2 separate regions of the Gossypium hirsutum genome follow, and region 1 is linked to region 2. Evidence: chromatin contacts called from public Hi-C data. All regions are on one chromosome and are shown on one strand. The core of a region is the stretch at or near the end of the contact, and the rest is flanking DNA. Distances in the headings are between cores, read along the strand shown.

Region 1 (3,112 bases), core at 277-2,776, 490 kb before region 2:
ATCTTTCATATTGAAGAACGTGAAAGCAACCTCAAACACTCACATTAAATTTTATTGAGAGAAAGAACAAAACGAAGGAAAAGCAAAAGAAACATGCTAGAAGAGCAAACAAAGAAACTGTGCTACAAGAGCATACTATAAATGAAAGCTTATTATCTTTTTTAAGCGTCCAGGTGTCTCAAAAACAATTTATGCATATTATATTTTTAAAAACTAATCATCCAAAAATAATCAATAAAAAAGAAAAGAAAAAGGATGAATGAGGTCAATATTAATTCCTGAGAATTACATTGTGGATTGTTTGTAGTATTTGCATTAAGGAGAATTTTAAAAATATATGTTGATCAATATTTAAGATATCAACTAAAAATTAAAATCAGCACAAACTTTTTATAACTATAACTTAATTAATAAAATAATAAATATATTAAATAAAAAAACAAACATTATTTCTATTAAATAGAATACCATTAATTTTTTTGAAGAAAATGTTACAAACCATCAATTAAGTCATTGAAAACAAAGTTCAAATTTAAGTTGAGAATAAATGCATTCATGAATTGTGATTTGATTCTAAAAAATTCTTCAATTTAACAATTAAAAATGAATAAAAGAAATTATATTAATATTTATTTACTTATTTTATAATTAAATATAAAATATAAATATTTTAAAATTAATTAATTTGTTGAGATTTATCATGCACATATAGGTAAGTCTTCAAGTCTAATCATGTGCGATTACAATTTGCATGTTTTAATCTCGTTAAGACAACTTATCAACTTTAATTTGAATTATATTATTTTTTAGTTTATTTGTGTTGTATATATATATTTATACTTTAATTATATTTTATATAACATTTTAACAAAATATGCCTTAAAATAAACAACAATTTATTCAAATTCGACCTAAAAGGGACTAAGGGTCTGTTTAGTAGTGCTTAAAAAAACACTTCTAGCTCGAAAAGCACTTTTGGAAGAAAAATTATGCTAAACAAACTGCTTTTGACTTTCTAGAAGTGCTTTTCAAAAGCAATTCTGAAAAAGAGAAACTAAAATTTTTTACTTTTCCTCTCCTAAAAGCACTTTTGGTGCTTAATTACTTTTTCAACCCTCCAATAATATAGTATTTTTCTTTTTTTTTAGTGCTTAATTACAAATGTATTAAAATCATTAATTAAAAAATATTTTTTAAAACACTAATTACGAATATTTAATGGTTATATTTAAATATTTGAAATATAGTTTATATATTCTAATTAAATTTTATAAATAATTAATATTTATTGCTTAAAAATATTTAAAATTTATATTTCATATATTAAAATATTAACAACAAGCTATAATAATATTTTTATATTCTTATTAAAATATAATAATATTAACTAATTTAAATATTATTTAAATGCATCTTTATTACTTGATAATAATATCTTTAAAGTAGATATTTTTTTTTCAAAAATATTTTTTAACAGTAATACTAAACATTTAAATTTTAACTAAACTTTTGAAAAGTAATTTCCAAAAATATTGCCAAATCAATCTAATCCAACTAATCAACCGACCCGTATAGAGTTCTAATTGACGGCAAATCCAAGATTGAAATTTTGGACAGCCAATGCTCCCTTCCTCTCAAAATAAATAGATAAAGAAGATTGAAAAGAAAAAAAAAACTATCCTCCTCGTACGGATGACAAACACCCATTAGATACAATAATTGTGTGTAGGATTGATGATAGGATTTATCTGTACAGTTATTTAAATCTTTTTGTGAATTTAATTTCAATGGAAGCGGGAAGGATCCTCCAGATCGGCATTCCATGGATCACCTGGCGCTCGCCTCCTCGTCTCCCTAACTTCCCGCGCTATATTTGTGCTTCTTCTATTCAGCGGGTAATCTTAAATCCCCCCTTTATGTCTTTGAGCTGCATTTCAAAATGTTATCAACGAGCTAAACGCCATTTTTCTCTAAATAAAAAAAAGGGGAGCTACAAAGGACCAAAGCCTGGCCGAGATTGGATTGCTGATTGGGTATCCAAGAACGATGACGCCGTTCGGAGTATGCCAATCTACGTCGGAGGGGCCTCTTTGTTAGCCGTTCTCTTTAACCGTGCCATCTCGGGGATTGCTCCGGTTGCGGATGCCAGCAGGTATTCTATTATTAGTATGATGATGATGGAAATGCTAGCCGGTTGTATTATAGAGAAAATAAAAGAAATTGTTGCATTACTTTTTCTTGAATTCATAAAATATAACGTATCAAAGAAAAAAAAATTCGTAAAATAATTTTTAAATAATCTTGAACAGGTATCTGTAAGCATTCATCAATCGGACTCTTATTGTTATTTAAATTGAGCTAAAAATTGATATTTCGAGGTTATATTATTCGCTTTTTATGTTTGATTAATCGAAAGATTGTTCATGAATCATTTTGAGCATTTCCGGTAAAATTAGATTAGAGGATTGTATATCAGTTTCAATGAATTAATTGTTGAACTAATTTTAGACTAATAGGTTGTTTGGTAGGAACCTATAATGTTGATTTAATATTTTGGTTGGTTTAGCGGAAATTGTCATTTTCAGATGATTTAATTGTTCAACTGATCTTTGACTTAAGACAAATGATGGGTTTGAGATAGTTTAGCTAAATTTTGTTTCTTCATTCTGAACTCAGTGATTTTTAGAAATGTGTGCCTAATAGAATAATGTTCTTACAGCCATTGTACTTTTTAATGATACTATTTTTCTTTGATTTCAAGGTTTTGCTGCTAATATATCCATCTTTTCTGTCTGAGGTCACTGTGCTCTTCAATGTAAGATAATTAAATGCTTGTGGTTTTTTCGATCAGTTCACAGTCAAGGGCGGATCTATTGACACTTGGTTTGGCTGTGACCAACGTATTAACTGGCTTGGTTTGGTTATCAATCCGACCAAAATCCATCACTCCGGTAAAGGCCTGTCTATACTTTTTTCCTGTTCTTATTTCTTCCACAAATATGCATACATGGGGAATGTTCATTTGCATCAGAAATTGAATGGTAAGAGTATTGAGAGTAACCCCATCATCCCCAAAAGAAATTCAGGCACATGCACTTTAATTAAGTTGATT
Region 2 (3,223 bases), core at 246-2,745:
TCAAAAAATTTTGAGTTAATTAAAATGATGAGTCTTATTTTATCATTTTAATTCGATTTAAAATTTTTTTTCGAATCGAGTCTAGTGACATGAAATTCAAGTTGAGTCGAATCAAGTGAAATTGTTCAAGTTAAATTAAAAAATTAAACATGTCAAATTAAAATCTTGTTACAGTATAACTAATTTCATGTTTAGGCATATAATTTGAAATCATATGTATTTGAAAAAAATTTCAAAGAAAAATAAGAAAAAAGAAAGATACTATAAACTTGAATCATTAATTAACTTATTTAAGTCACAAAAATTATTGTTTTAGAAAATTTTTAAGTTTCTTTTGATATTCTTTAGAAATTTTTTAAACTTTTATAATTTTTTTAAAAAATATAAATTTTGGAATTTTTATAAATGATTTGAATTTTAAAAATTATTTTGATTTTTTTATATTTTTTGTTGAGAGAGAGATTAATTTACTCATTTTCAAAATTGATAGAGACCAAAGGGGTATATACATTAATCTGTTATTCGAATTATTCGACTTATTAAAATTGTAAAATTCAACTTGACTTGAACTCGAAACTCGAATTACTTATCTGAGTTGACTCAAAAAATCGTATAACTCGATTCTATTAACTCGAAATTCAAAAAAAAATCGATTTTTTCAAATCAAATCGAATTTTGCTCACCTTAAAAAAATCTATAAAAAATTATAATTTATATAAAAATAAAATATTATAATAGTTTATATTATATTTTACATGATAAAACAATAATAAAAATACTATACAAACAAATAATTTTTCTTTAAATTGAATCCCAATGACAAAATATTACAAATTAAAGATAACACCACTCAGGTTTGGTGGCATTGCACCTTGAGGGGCTCAAGGGTTAATCTTGAAATTTTTTTAAATTTCTTACTCAACCTTGAGTTTGATTTGTCATTAATTAGTACTTTGAATCGTGTGAGTAAAATTTCTAATAAATCTCATCGAAGACTTAATCCATGAATAAATATTTTCGGTTGTGTTTAGAGAGAAACTCAATAAATAAATTTGAGTGTAATTTATAATTATATTTTTCAATTCTAAATGAAAATTAACTTATTTATTATTATTATTAAAGTTATAATTACATTTTACGAACCAATCATAACTTTAAAAAATAAAATTTCTAAGGGTGTAACCCCTGTAGAAATAATTATTTTAAATTTAAAAACATTACAAATATTTTAGTAATAAAAAAATTCTAAAAGATCAATGTCAACGTTTGAAATTTAGATAATATTTTTTCATTAATTTTTTATGTGAATTTTAAATATTTATATATCTTAACTAAAATACATTATTTTTAGGAATATAATTTTTTCAATTAAAATACTATTAACCCTACTATCATCGAACCAGCTTCACGTTGAATTTTGGTCAATCAAAAAGACCCAAAACACCCCCATGTAATTTTGTTTTATACTATGTACTTTAGTGGCGCATTCGGCCTTCATGGCTTCTTCCTTGCCCTTCATTACCGCGTCAAAAATGATGTCGAGTTTCCACCAACCTGCCTAACATACTATTCTACAATGAAACCCTGAAAGACTTTTCTTTTGCCCCCAATCCCCCACCCAGAGTTGCGAATTCAAAACTAAACAAACACTAAAAACATCAGCATTTAGAACATTCCCAGAAATTTAACCATTCCTCATTTTCTCTATTTACTCTCAACCCCCATCATTGTCTTCTTCCCCACGACTTTTCAAATAAATATATAAAAACTCCCACTTATACATTCAAAGCAACCGGCTTTCAACTCCTTTGGGTTTTTCTCTCTTTTATCTATTATATATCCCCATTATCATTTCTTTTTCAAACAAAAACAAGGGAAGCTCAAAGATTAAAGAAGATGAAGTTTCAAGTTTTGGTGATTGCGATTTGGGTTTTGGTATGTTTTGGTTCAGTTTCAGCTAGATTCTTTCCCAATATCACAGATATTCCGTCATGGATTAAGAACAACGCCACGTCAAAGGCCACATGGGACGCCTTCAACAAATTTGCCGGCTGCCGGCCAGGCGAAAAACGGGAAGGTTTGTCGCAGCTTAAACAGTACTTTAACCATTTCGGTTATATACCCAACTCGCCCTCTAATTTCAGCGAGGACTTCGACGATGAGTTAGAAAAGGCATTGAAAACATACCAGCAGAACTTCAACCTTAACGTCACTGGTCAACTGGATGACCAGACTCTTCAACAGATCGTACGGCCCAGATGCGGTAACGCCGATGTAATCAACGGGACGAGTTCCATGAACTCAGGTAGATCGTCGTCTTTTCACACAACCGGACACTTGCACACGACGGCGCATTTCTCTTTCTTCCCGGGAACACCGCGTTGGCCTTCGAACCGGCAGGACTTAACGTACAGTTTCTTGCCGGCGAATGGGTTAACCGACGAAGTAAAAGCCGTCTTCACGAGCGCCTTCCAGAAATGGTCAACCGTTACGCCGCTGACGTTCACGCAAGTGGATTCCTACTCCTCGGCGGACATAACGATCGGGTTTTACACTGGAGACCACGGAGACGGCGAGCCATTCGATGGGGTTTTAGGGACGTTGGCCCACGCTTTTTCTCCCACAAGCGGAAGGCTCCATTTGGACGGGGATGAGAACTGGGTAGTTTCTGGTGATGTGACGAAGGCATCGGTGTCGACGGCGGTGGACTTGGAGTCGGTGGCCGTTCATGAGATCGGGCATCTGTTGGGTTTGGGGCATTCGTCGGTAGAGGATGCGATTATGTACCCATCGATCACTTCGCGGACGAGAAAAGTGGAACTGGCGGACGATGATATCCAAGGGATTCAATTGTTGTACGGCACTAATCCTAACTATAACGGTTCCACCACTTCGAATACGCAGGAGAGAGAGAGTAGCGGCGGCGTTCCCCGTTATCTGGGTCCACGGTGGGGCCTTGCTCTATTCTTGGCCGTTGGATTTGGGTCTTTATTTTTGTAGATTCTTTATTACGTGCTCTGTTGATTATGAATAATTTATAGGCATACTTTTTTTTTTATTTTTTTATAAATTTTAGTGTTTGGTATTTTCTATGTGAGATTTATTACCATGCCGCGCCATGTACATATTCATTTGTGTTATACATATACCTACTGATTTGTTGTAGTTGTTTACTGTTTTGCCCTTTGAATTTGGTAGTTAAAATTTTCATCACATATGTTGA

Evidence for each region. A called contact is a pair of places that touch in the nucleus more often than the background predicts.
Region 1: a contact with region 2 is called in a Hi-C map of leaf, with 1.8 times the contacts expected there. The contact joins the promoter of LOC107903687 here to the promoter of LOC107903694 in region 2. A contact is called at or near these places in 2 of 34 Hi-C or Micro-C datasets (callus and leaf).

The regions. Positions count from the first base shown.
Region 1 is chrD05:48,307,160-48,310,271 of Gossypium_hirsutum_v2.1, reverse strand. LOC107903687 (protein COFACTOR ASSEMBLY OF COMPLEX C SUBUNIT B CCB4, chloroplastic) reads left to right here and starts at 1,526. Exons shown (of 8, transcript XM_016829827.2): 1 at 1,526-1,895; 2 at 1,986-2,152; 3 at 2,852-2,951. The coding sequence starts at 1,788.
Region 2 is chrD05:47,813,046-47,816,268 of Gossypium_hirsutum_v2.1, reverse strand. It overlaps LOC107903694 (metalloendoproteinase 2-MMP), which reads left to right and starts at 1,495. Exons shown (of 1, transcript XM_016829837.2): 1 at 1,495-3,165. The coding sequence starts at 1,897. The coding sequence ends at 3,000.